Linked DNA regions of Mus musculus: all the other regions are linked to region 3. Evidence: chromatin contacts called from public Hi-C data. All regions are on one chromosome and are shown on one strand. The core of a region is the stretch at or near the end of the contact, and the rest is flanking DNA. Distances in the headings are between cores, read along the strand shown. Region 1 has its middle 8.6 kb from the start of Gm13373. Region 2 has its middle 99 kb from the start of Olfm1. Region 3 has its middle 36 kb from the start of Olfm1.

The links. Hi-C and Micro-C count contacts between places; a contact is called where the count stands out from the background.
Region 1: a contact with region 3 is called in a Hi-C map of cerebral cortex, with 10 times the contacts expected there. The contact joins two enhancer-like sites. A contact is called at or near these places in 5 of 484 Hi-C or Micro-C datasets (bone marrow-derived macrophages, cerebral cortex, embryonic fibroblasts and 1 more) and 1 of 115 datasets of contacts at active chromatin or transcription factors (embryonic stem cells).
Region 2: a contact with region 3 is called in a Hi-C map of cerebral cortex, with 6 times the contacts expected there. The contact joins two enhancer-like sites. A contact is called at or near these places in 1 of 15 datasets of contacts at CTCF or cohesin (the NIH/3T3 cell line) and 1 of 484 Hi-C or Micro-C datasets (cerebral cortex).

What each region holds. Positions count from the first base shown.
Region 1 is chr2:28,411,746-28,414,908 of GRCm38.p6, reverse strand. No RefSeq gene overlaps it. Among named protein-coding and RNA genes, the nearest start is that of Gm13373, 8.6 kb to the right of the region's middle. Within about 2 kb of position 1,773, at least 15 of the 459 cell types and tissues checked have an H3K27ac peak or open chromatin away from gene starts, as enhancers often do. A contact at or near this core is called in cerebral cortex, where this site is marked.
Region 2 is chr2:28,303,434-28,306,587 of GRCm38.p6, reverse strand. No RefSeq gene overlaps it. Among named protein-coding and RNA genes, the nearest start is that of Olfm1, 99 kb to the right of the region's middle. Within about 2 kb of position 1,702, at least 4 of the 459 cell types and tissues checked have an H3K27ac peak or open chromatin away from gene starts, as enhancers often do. A contact at or near this core is called in cerebral cortex, where this site is marked.
Region 3 is chr2:28,168,244-28,171,457 of GRCm38.p6, reverse strand. No RefSeq gene overlaps it. Among named protein-coding and RNA genes, the nearest start is that of Olfm1, 36 kb to the left of the region's middle. Within about 2 kb of position 1,942, at least 20 of the 459 cell types and tissues checked have an H3K27ac peak or open chromatin away from gene starts, as enhancers often do. A contact at or near this core is called in cerebral cortex, where this site is marked.

The sequences.
Region 1 (3,163 bases), core at 524-3,023, 240 kb before region 3:
GGTGCTGGCCGTGCATGTGACGCTGTTTGGATGCCTTTGGTGATGCTGAGTCTGATCACATAGACACCTTGGACTCCATACTCTGGGCAAGTCACTGATGGGACCACGACCTCATGTCAGCCTCAGTTTCTCCATGTGCAAGTTGAAGCAATGATAACCTGATTGAAAGTCTTGTGTGGGACTCGCATGAGTAGGATTACATAGGGAGGAGACATGTCTGGCTGTCAAATCTATCTGCATGTGAGGAAGGACAGACAGAAATGTGTGGGCTCCGGTGGGGGATGGGCTGTGATCACAGAAGGTGATCCTGAGTTGTCTGAAGCCGGGCATTGCTTGGCATTTGTGTTGTTGGGTTTTCCCAGAGGGAGAGGGCAATAGAGCCTCAGAAGGTCAGGGGTGTCATCCAGGTAGGGACACTTCCTGCTCTGGGTTCTTCACTTCTGGACACTGTGGGCTGGGCCCTCCTGGGCTGTGGTTGGGTTGGAATTAGAGAGTGTGCAGCTGGAAGCAGCCCAAACCTCAATTTCTATTTCTGATGAGATTTCCCTGGCCAGCACCTTAATGAAGCCAGGGCTGCTGGGGCTTCTGGGAAGTGCACATGGGCTTAATTACTCCTGTCTTGCTCTGCTTGGCAAATAGTCCACCTCCCTGGGCTTCCTGTTCTCACACCTCCAACCTTGGATCTAAGCCCAGGTCCTGCCCTGTCCCGGTCCTCCTCTTCGTCCACTGTCCTTCCATTTGTGTGCCAAGCACATAATCTATGTCTACCCAACTATCTAACCCTGCATCATCCTCTGTCTATCCATCCATTCATGCCACCTGGGTGTTCATCCACTCAGTTCCATTCATGGGTGTACCCATCCATATTGTCCATTGTCCACTCATCTGCTACCCACATATTTAGCAATCCATTTACCCATCCATCCATCCATCCATCCATCCATCCACATCATCCATGTACTCATTTATTCATCCATCTGTCCATCCATTTACTCATCCATGCACCCATGCATCCATGCATCCTCTCGTTTATTCTTCCACTCACCCACCATTTACCCATCCTTTATCTATCCATCTATCATCCATCCTTCCACTTATCTATCTACCCACCCAACACATGTATCCATCCATCCATCCAGCCATCCATCCATCCATCCATCCATCCATCAATCTGCTCATCCATCCATGCTCCCATCCACCCACTTGCTACGTATCTAGCCATTTGCATATATCTATATATATCTCTATATATCCACAAGCTATTCATTTAGTCATCCATTCATCCATCCACCCATGTAACCTGCAGCTTGTCCACCATCATCTATCCATCTATCCACAGATCTATCTACCTTGTCACTGACACATCAACTTATTTATCTATCTACTTATCTGTCCATCCATCCATCCACGCATCCATCCTCTTATTTTAGAAACACTTTTCTAAGACTGGCTGGTTGGGAAAAGATCCTAAGGGGTAAAAGCCCTGGGGCTTCAGCTCTCCCATAGGAACAGTCTGCTGAGTGAAAGTGGCTAGGGTCATCCATGTGAGGAAGGATCGACAGAGGGCAGGACAGGGTGTTGGGAGTCAGTGGGACTGTGCCGAGTGTAAGTTTGAATGTAATCTTCCTAGAGGCCAGGGTGGCACTGAGAGGCTGGAAGCTCATCTCTTGTGCCAAACCCATCCTCCCATGGCATCTCCTGATCTGGTGCGGAGGAGATAGCACCAGGAGAAGTCTGCGTCTGCCGCCCACATGGGGGTGGTGCCACCAGCCTTCCCACGAGCCATCTGCCTCGTCCTTTCCTTCCCCAAGCTTGCTGCAGCCCACAGGCTGCCTGGCTCCTGGAACAGTTGCCAGCTGCACATGTGGGCCTGGATTCCTGCCCCATGCTGTGCCCAGCCAGCACTTGCTCTCATGGACTGGTAGGGATTGGGTCTGCCTGGGGGCTGTGGCATGACCATTGTGATACTCCCAAGGCACAGAGCTTTACAGTTACAGGAGCTTTTATGTTCAGTACAGTGGTCAGTTCTTGGGACTGTTTTGAAGATGGCAACTTCGGGGCTCATTGCTGCTTCTGGGAAGTGGAAACTGAGCCCCAGCAGTGGCCACTCCAACGTGGCTCAGATTTGCGGGCAGGGGAAGGGCTGAGATAGTACCTGCAGCAGGTTACCTTCATCCTCGTCCCGCAGGGAGCCCCGGAGGGCAAGAGCTGCACATAGTGAAAGTGCTGGTCACAAGTGGGTGTGGCTTCAGCTTGTGTAGTGTAGTATCCAGGGAGTCTCAGAGGGGGCTCCAGGGGTGACAGTGACCTGTGCACTCTCCCTTACTTTCTTCTGCAGAACATTCTGTGTGTTCTCAAGCTTGCCCTTTGGAAGGCCCTTGCACCTTTGCCGAGGCCCATGGCTTGCCCTGCAAGCTTCTCTGGAGCTCAACTCTGTTTGGCCTTGTCTGGAAGCAGCTTTGGGGCTGCCTCATGTAGCAAAGCTGCCATTTTGGGGACCTGCCCTCAGCTCACCTGGTGGCTTCAACACGTTCCACGTTTTTCTGGAACCCCATGTGTAGCAAATGTGGATAGAAGGTTATTGCAGAGAACGTGGGTTCTAGACCTCACCACTCTGATGTTCTCCAGTGAGCCACCACTGTGCTGACGCTGGAGGTGGGTTTGGATTCACAGTGACTCAGGCCTGGCCTCACCAAGCTGGTCCCCTACTTTGTTCTTGTCACAGGGGCTGTAGGGACCTGGTTTCTTCCCCTAGGGTTGGATTGGAGGATGACATTTTCCTGGTAGAATGCAGTTCTCACCAGATGAGTGGGAGGAGTCAGCCTGGGGCCCTCCCTCTCTCTCTCCCTTCCTCCCTGCTTACCCTAGGCTGATTTAGGGTGGAAGTGCCTTAATGCCTGTGAGCCCTCATTTTCTCTATTCTCTTCTCTGGGTGTTTTCCTGGACAGAACATCTCCTCATAGCCATCTTTGGTCATATTTATTTTATTCTATAGCTTTGATCTATAAAGTGCCCAAGAAACCCTTTCTCAGAAGGTGCTGGCTTCTGCCTTCTCATTAATAGTGAAATTTGGTGTTGAAATATTTCATGGCCTCAAGATACACTTTAAAAAAAAAATCAAGGAATCCCATGGGTTGCATGTTGGCGGCTTGTCTCTACTGGG
Region 2 (3,154 bases), core at 453-2,952, 140 kb before region 3:
TGGAAAAAAGACAGGAACTTCAAGGATCCTCAGTGTAATGCCATGACGTTTAGACATATCCCGTTTCCCCAGCGTGGTACTGCAGGATCATTGCCAACATGGGTACCTACCTGCCTTGGGAGCCTAGGTCCCCCTCCCTGGCTCCACCCCACCCCCACCGCCATCTACCTCCTGATTGAGGCTTATCTATTAACCAATTCTTTAGTCGTGCTCCAAGTCTCCATAGAGCCCCAGGGTCATCAACCCAGGGACTGTACCTGACTGCAGCCAGGTACCCAGCTGCTTCAACATTTCTATCTCTCAGGAAGAAGTAGAAACTCAGCAGGGAGTCTTAAAAAAAAAACAAGTGATCATGCTAGGCTTTCTACTGGGGTCTGCTGGGCATGTCAACTGGCTTCTGACACCTAAGATGGAGGACCCCCAAACTGGACAAGGAATAACAGCAGGGCCTGGAGTGGGGGGAAATACACATGCCCAGTAGGAGGGATGACGTACCAGATCCTCAAGACCTCCTGTGGGCACCTGGAAACCTGCGGTAGTGGGTGCTGGCCTATGAAGCTGGATGAGTGAGTGGATGGATGATTGACAGCTGTCAGGAAACAGACCATCTAGAAGGGATGAGGACTGCACTGTGGACATCTGTGAGTAGCAGGGCAGAGTGGAGTCTGGTGTCCCAGGGGCTGTCACACTGGCTGAGGAGAGGATCAGCTCAACCTAGCTTTATGGAGACAAGATGGCCTTGGAGGATCAATCAGGTAGAGGCTGATGAAAGGAGGCCCATTACGTGCTGGTCTGGTCATGAGTCTCTAAGCCAGCAGTTCTCAACCTGTGGGTCGTGACATCTTGTGGGGAGGGGACAAACGACACTTTCACAGGGGTCACATATCAGATATCCATCGAATCAGATAATTTACATTACGATCATAACAGCAGCAAAATTACAGTTATGAACTCACAGCATTAGGAAGGTCGAGAATTGCTGCTCTAAGGCAGGCGTGGCAGAAGCAAGGCAATAGGAAGCCACAGCAGATGATGCCTGAGTGGCCCAGAGCCTGGGCTCAACTTTGGGTTCAAGTCTTATGGGCTCCATGCTCTTCCCTCACATCCACCTGCAAGTTGTATATGCCTGTGCACGTGTTTTGTTAATGTGAGTGCATGTGTGCCTGTGCCTGTGTGTGTTCATATGGGGGCCAGAGATGGATAGTAGTAGATGTTAGACATCTAATGTTCTCATTATCCTTCTTATTATTTTGTTAGCTGGTCTTTGGTTCTTAGAAAAAGCATTGTCAGCCCAGATAAAAATCTTTCACTTAAATTTGCGACTTGGGTCTGTCCTAACTCAGAATCCAGGCACACTCAGATTTTAGGGTGAGGAAGCTACTGGAGGTGGCAGGCACCTGTCCTAAGTGACAGTGGTCCAGTACCTATTGTAGGCGACAGTGTTTTCCTAACTCACCAATGAGACAGACAAACCTACAGAGGTTTGTCTGAGGCAGATAGATCCCCTTTGGCTGGCTGGATCTGCTTCTTCCTTCATATAGGGATCCCCCTACATCTTAGAGTGGGCATAGGGAACAGGAACAGGGGACAGGGGACAGGGGCAGGACAACACCTTCCTTTACAGCTCTCCCACATCAGGGTAGGCTGGACTCTGGACTCAGAGTACCTATGCTTCTCCAGCAGGGGTCGCCCCTGAGACCGGGAACCCATACAGGGCACTAAAGCAGACTCCTCTGTTCTGAGTCTCCAGGCTTCAAGGTGAGATGGAGTGGGGGACACCATTCCAGAATTCTATGAAGCTCACTCTTTCTGGGAAAACCACCTCGACCCCCAATCTGGGAAGGGCCTCACCCTCAGCCTCTGTGTACCAAGAAGGAGAAGAGGCCAGCCAGGAAGAGATACCCTTCCTGGGTGACTCTCAGGCTCCACCACCTTACACTTTTTCTTGCTGTTAGAACTCAGGAAGAGGCCACCTCACCATCCTTGAGGTCATGAACTATGAGGAGGATCCAATGAGGCAGGACAAAGGGGGCCATGCAAAGGACCCCCCAGAAGTTCTGCCCTGGATCCCAAGGCGCCATCAAAGATGGCTTCTTTCACGTTCACTGCTTGTGGGCACACTGTGGCTCTTCGGCCCGTGCCTGTTCCGAGTCAGGCAATGGCACTGGAGACCTCAGAAGAGCCTGGCTGCAACTGGGCAGCACTGGTTGGTCAAGAGGCCCTACAGAGGCTCATGCAGAACCATGCTGCCGGGGGGGGGGGGGGGGCGGCTGGCTGGGAGGCAGCTTGTTCTGCAGCCTGAGACCAACATTATATATTTAGGCAGAGTAGGTGGCTGCCTACTTGGTGTGATTTCACAGGCTCTGGGGGGCCCCTTCCAAACCCCAAAATACCTCCTCCACCTGCTTCCTGCTGTAGCGGTCCCTGATAAGAACAGCTTTCTATTCCCGAGTTAGAAAGCAGGCTAGCAGCCCCGTGCTGCAGTTGACTGTTGTTGAATCAGGTGTATGTTGGATCTGAGGCCTGGTGAGGAAAGGCCTAGCGTGGACTTCCAAGGCCCTTGTGTCTCCAGGAACCATTGGTAGCCAGGCCTCTGATTCTTAATTGTGGATCCAGGCACTTTGCAAAAGTTAGGGATGCTGTAGGAGTCTTCCACATATCTGTATTGGTGACAACAGTGCCAGAGACTTAGGAGATGGACAGTCTCATGCATTCATGCATTCATGCATTCATTGTTGTGTACTGTGACATGCAGAGAGAGGACAGATGTCCCCAAGGCATATGTATAACCAAACTTAGCTGACAGAGCAGAGCATTTCGAGTTGAGGCTTTGTAGGCAGATAGGCGTTCACTAGGCAATGGGAAGAGATGATGTCCCCATGCAGTAAGATGGGCTTGTGGGATGGCTCAAGGCAGCCTGGGGTTAGTACCTCAGAGGATCAAGAGTAGCTAAGAGGAAAGCCAGCAAGACAGACAGACAGACAGACAGACACACACACACACACACACACACACACACACACACACACACACACAAAGCAGGCAGGAGCCAGCCTTCTATGTTCAGCCAGTCCATATGACAGCATCTAGATGTACAGGTTAGGAAGTTCTACGGCTCACAGAAGGATCCCCAGAGTGTGAGGCATGGCCCCAG
Region 3 (3,214 bases), core at 693-3,192:
AAGCCAGATCTCTCTCTCTCTCTCTCTCTCTCTCTCTCTCTCTCTCTCTCTCTCTCTGTGTGTGTGTGTGTGTGTGTGTGTGTGTAAGGGCAGAGGTTGATATTAGGTGTCTTCCTTATTTTTGACACAGGGTCTTTCACAGAGCCCAGAGCTTACCTATTCACTGGTCGGCTGAACAGTAACTCTGGGGATCTGCCTATCTTCAAATGCACCCCCACCCCATTATGGTTCTGGGATCACAGGTGTGTGCCACCACGTCTTCACATGGGTGCTGGGGAGTTGGACCCTGTTCCTTATGCTTACATGGCAAACACTGACAGAGCCATCCCTGACAGCATCCCCGTCTCATTCTTGAGCCCGAGGGAAGAATGTGAAGCCTGCAGGGCAAGGGTCTGTGCAGAAGCAGAGCTGTCACTCACAGGACATTAGTTGGGGACATCTGCATGGCTCTGTCTAGCTTTGCTGCCATCCAGAATGAGTGAGAATGGAGGACCTGGGAGAGAGAGGCCTGGAAGGCAAGATGCCCTCAGCTTTGCCTTGTGTATCATTTCCGACTGGCTCAGTGTGTGCCCAGCGCCTTACCTGCTCCTACATCTGGAACAGGTGCCAGCAGCTGCTGGTGGAACAAATACAAATCAGTAGACAGGAGCCTCGATGATGAGCAAGCTTTCTTGGAAGCTGCAGGTGGTGACGGGTGAGGACCGGGGGTTGAGCATATGTTGTCCTTGTCATTCAGGGTAGCCCTGTGACTGAGACTGAGAAAGAGTGTCAGATGCTCTCTCCTGGATCACTGAAGTCAGCCTGGTCCTTCTGGCCCCTCTTTAACCGGCAACTCCCGCCTTCCCCATGATGTCTGCCTATCATGCTGATATATGCCTCATGTTCTCTTCAAAGATTCACCTCATCTACCTGTGTCTAGTAGTCAGGCTGTCTCAAGCTCAGAAGACCCAGCTCTCTTTCAGGGATGGAGGCCTCTCAACTTTGGCTTGAAAACTAATCTTGCTGGATGAAGGGTGCCTTGTGGGGTCTGAGCAAAGGCCCTCATGGCTACTGCACCCTATGAGGCTCTTGGTTTCTGGCCATCCTTGCTGGGGAGCCAGAAATAGGAATGGGCAGTGATGGCGGGCGGCACGGGGTGATCGATGACTGAGGAAAATCAGAGTGTCCATGATTACTTTGGTCTAGCCCATCTGCTCTGGAGAGGCTGAGGGAATGAGGTTTTGGGTAGAACTGATTTTATTCCTGGAAATGAGAATGTGAACGGTGTTAGCACCCGCTCCAGGAATCTACCCAGTTCCCAGCTGAGCCAGGCTCAGTTGCAGATGGCTAGCCCTGCCCTGCCTCGTGCTGCCCTGGCCAGGCTGGGTGCAGACAAGAATCCCTAGGGTTACGTCTGTAAGTTATTGGTGTACCTATCCAGGGAACAGCAGTGCTTGGCTTCCATTGTGTCCTACATCTTGTCAGAGAGAGAGAGAGAGAGAGAGAGAGAGAGAGAGAGAGAGAGAGAGAGAGAGAGAGAGAGAGAGAGACCCCCTTGATGCTCTCAGCAGGGGTAGTTGCTATTTCCCATTGTTGAAGCAAGATGTAGTATTCCTCAGTAGACCCCCCCCCCTTCCTCTGGCTTGTACCCAGTCCGGGTGCCCTGGGAAGATGCAGGTACCTTGCATACTCAGGGGTCAATAATTTCATACCCCTTCCTTACTCTAAGCACCCCCAATGCCAACAGCCTGGATTCTCCAAACATCAGATGAAAATAATCCTTTAATTACCCATGCAGGCAAATTTAGGAGTGCGAAGAGAGGGGGCGAAATGGAAAAAACGGTGGACTCAGTTGCTGCTGACATTGATTTCTCAGAGCTTTGCTGGGCGGGAGTCGTGCTGAGAGAGTGTAGGCTGAGTGTTATGCAGAGAGAATGAAGGCAGCCCTGCATCGCAAGCTGGCGTGTGGGCAGCTGCGTTCACAAGCAGCCCCCCCCCTTACAAACGTGTCTACACGGCAGGTGTCTGTGCTGCCCTGCTGCATGTGAGCCCTTCTGTTATATGCACCACCCAAGTAGCCCTACGTGGATCTAGGATGCCAGGGCAGAATCATTTTCTCTGGTCTGTCGTGACTTTCATCTGCTTTCAGGGTTTGCTCACCCTGATTCCTCTGCCCCTTTGACTTTGGCTGCAGGCCCAGTCAGCTCAGCCACTCACCAGGGAAATCCAGGTATCCACTTCTAGCTGGATGACTACATCAGCCTGGGGGTAGAGGATGTAAGAGGATTGAGAGGGAAGCGCTGGTGGTTGGGCAAGAGACTTCATTCTGCATAACAGCCATGGCCCATTTCTCTGAGATGTCCACCAGTCACCAAGCCTGCCTGGTAGGGAGCACTTGGGAGATCATCTCACTCCCAGCTAAGCTTCTGCAGCTGAACTAGCATTCTAGGCCTTGTGTGGGACCCACTGCACCAGGGGGATGGGCTGGTTGATTGGTGGGTGGATTTATAAATAGGTGGACAGGAAGGTTAATGGATGGATGCATAGATGTGTAGATGAACAGGTGGCTGGGTAGATGGGTGGGTGAATAATGAATGGATAGATGGATTGGCTGATGAATGGATGCACATATGGATAGATGAGCAGGTAAATGAATGAATAGATGAATGGACCCATTGAAGAACCAATGGATGGATGGTGGGTGGATGGATAATGGATAGATGGATGGACAGATGGATGGATGGATGGTGGATGGATGGATAGGATAGGATAGGCAGCAGGAGCAATGGGTAGGTGAACACACAGAAATGAATAGATGGTGTGCTGGTTAATTTTATGTCAATGTGACACATGCTAGGCTTCTTTTGGAAGCGAGAACTTCAACTAAGAAAATGCCCCCACCAGATTGGCTTGTTGGCAAGCCTGTGGTACATTTTCCTTCACTGATGGTTGATGTGTGAGGGCCCAGCTTACTGTAGGTGGTTCCACCCCTGGGTTGGTGGTCCTGGGAAGCTATAGGAAAGCAGGCTGAGCAAGCTGGGAGAAGCAGGCCAGCAAGGAGCACTCTCCAAGACTTCTGCTTCAGTTCCTGACTCTAGGAACTCCTTGAATTCCTGCCATGACTTCCCTCATTAATGGACTGTAACCTGAGGGTTATAAGCTGAAATAAACCCGTTCTTCCTCAAGTTGTTTTGATTATAGTGTTTTATTACAATAATAGAATCCTAACAAAGAT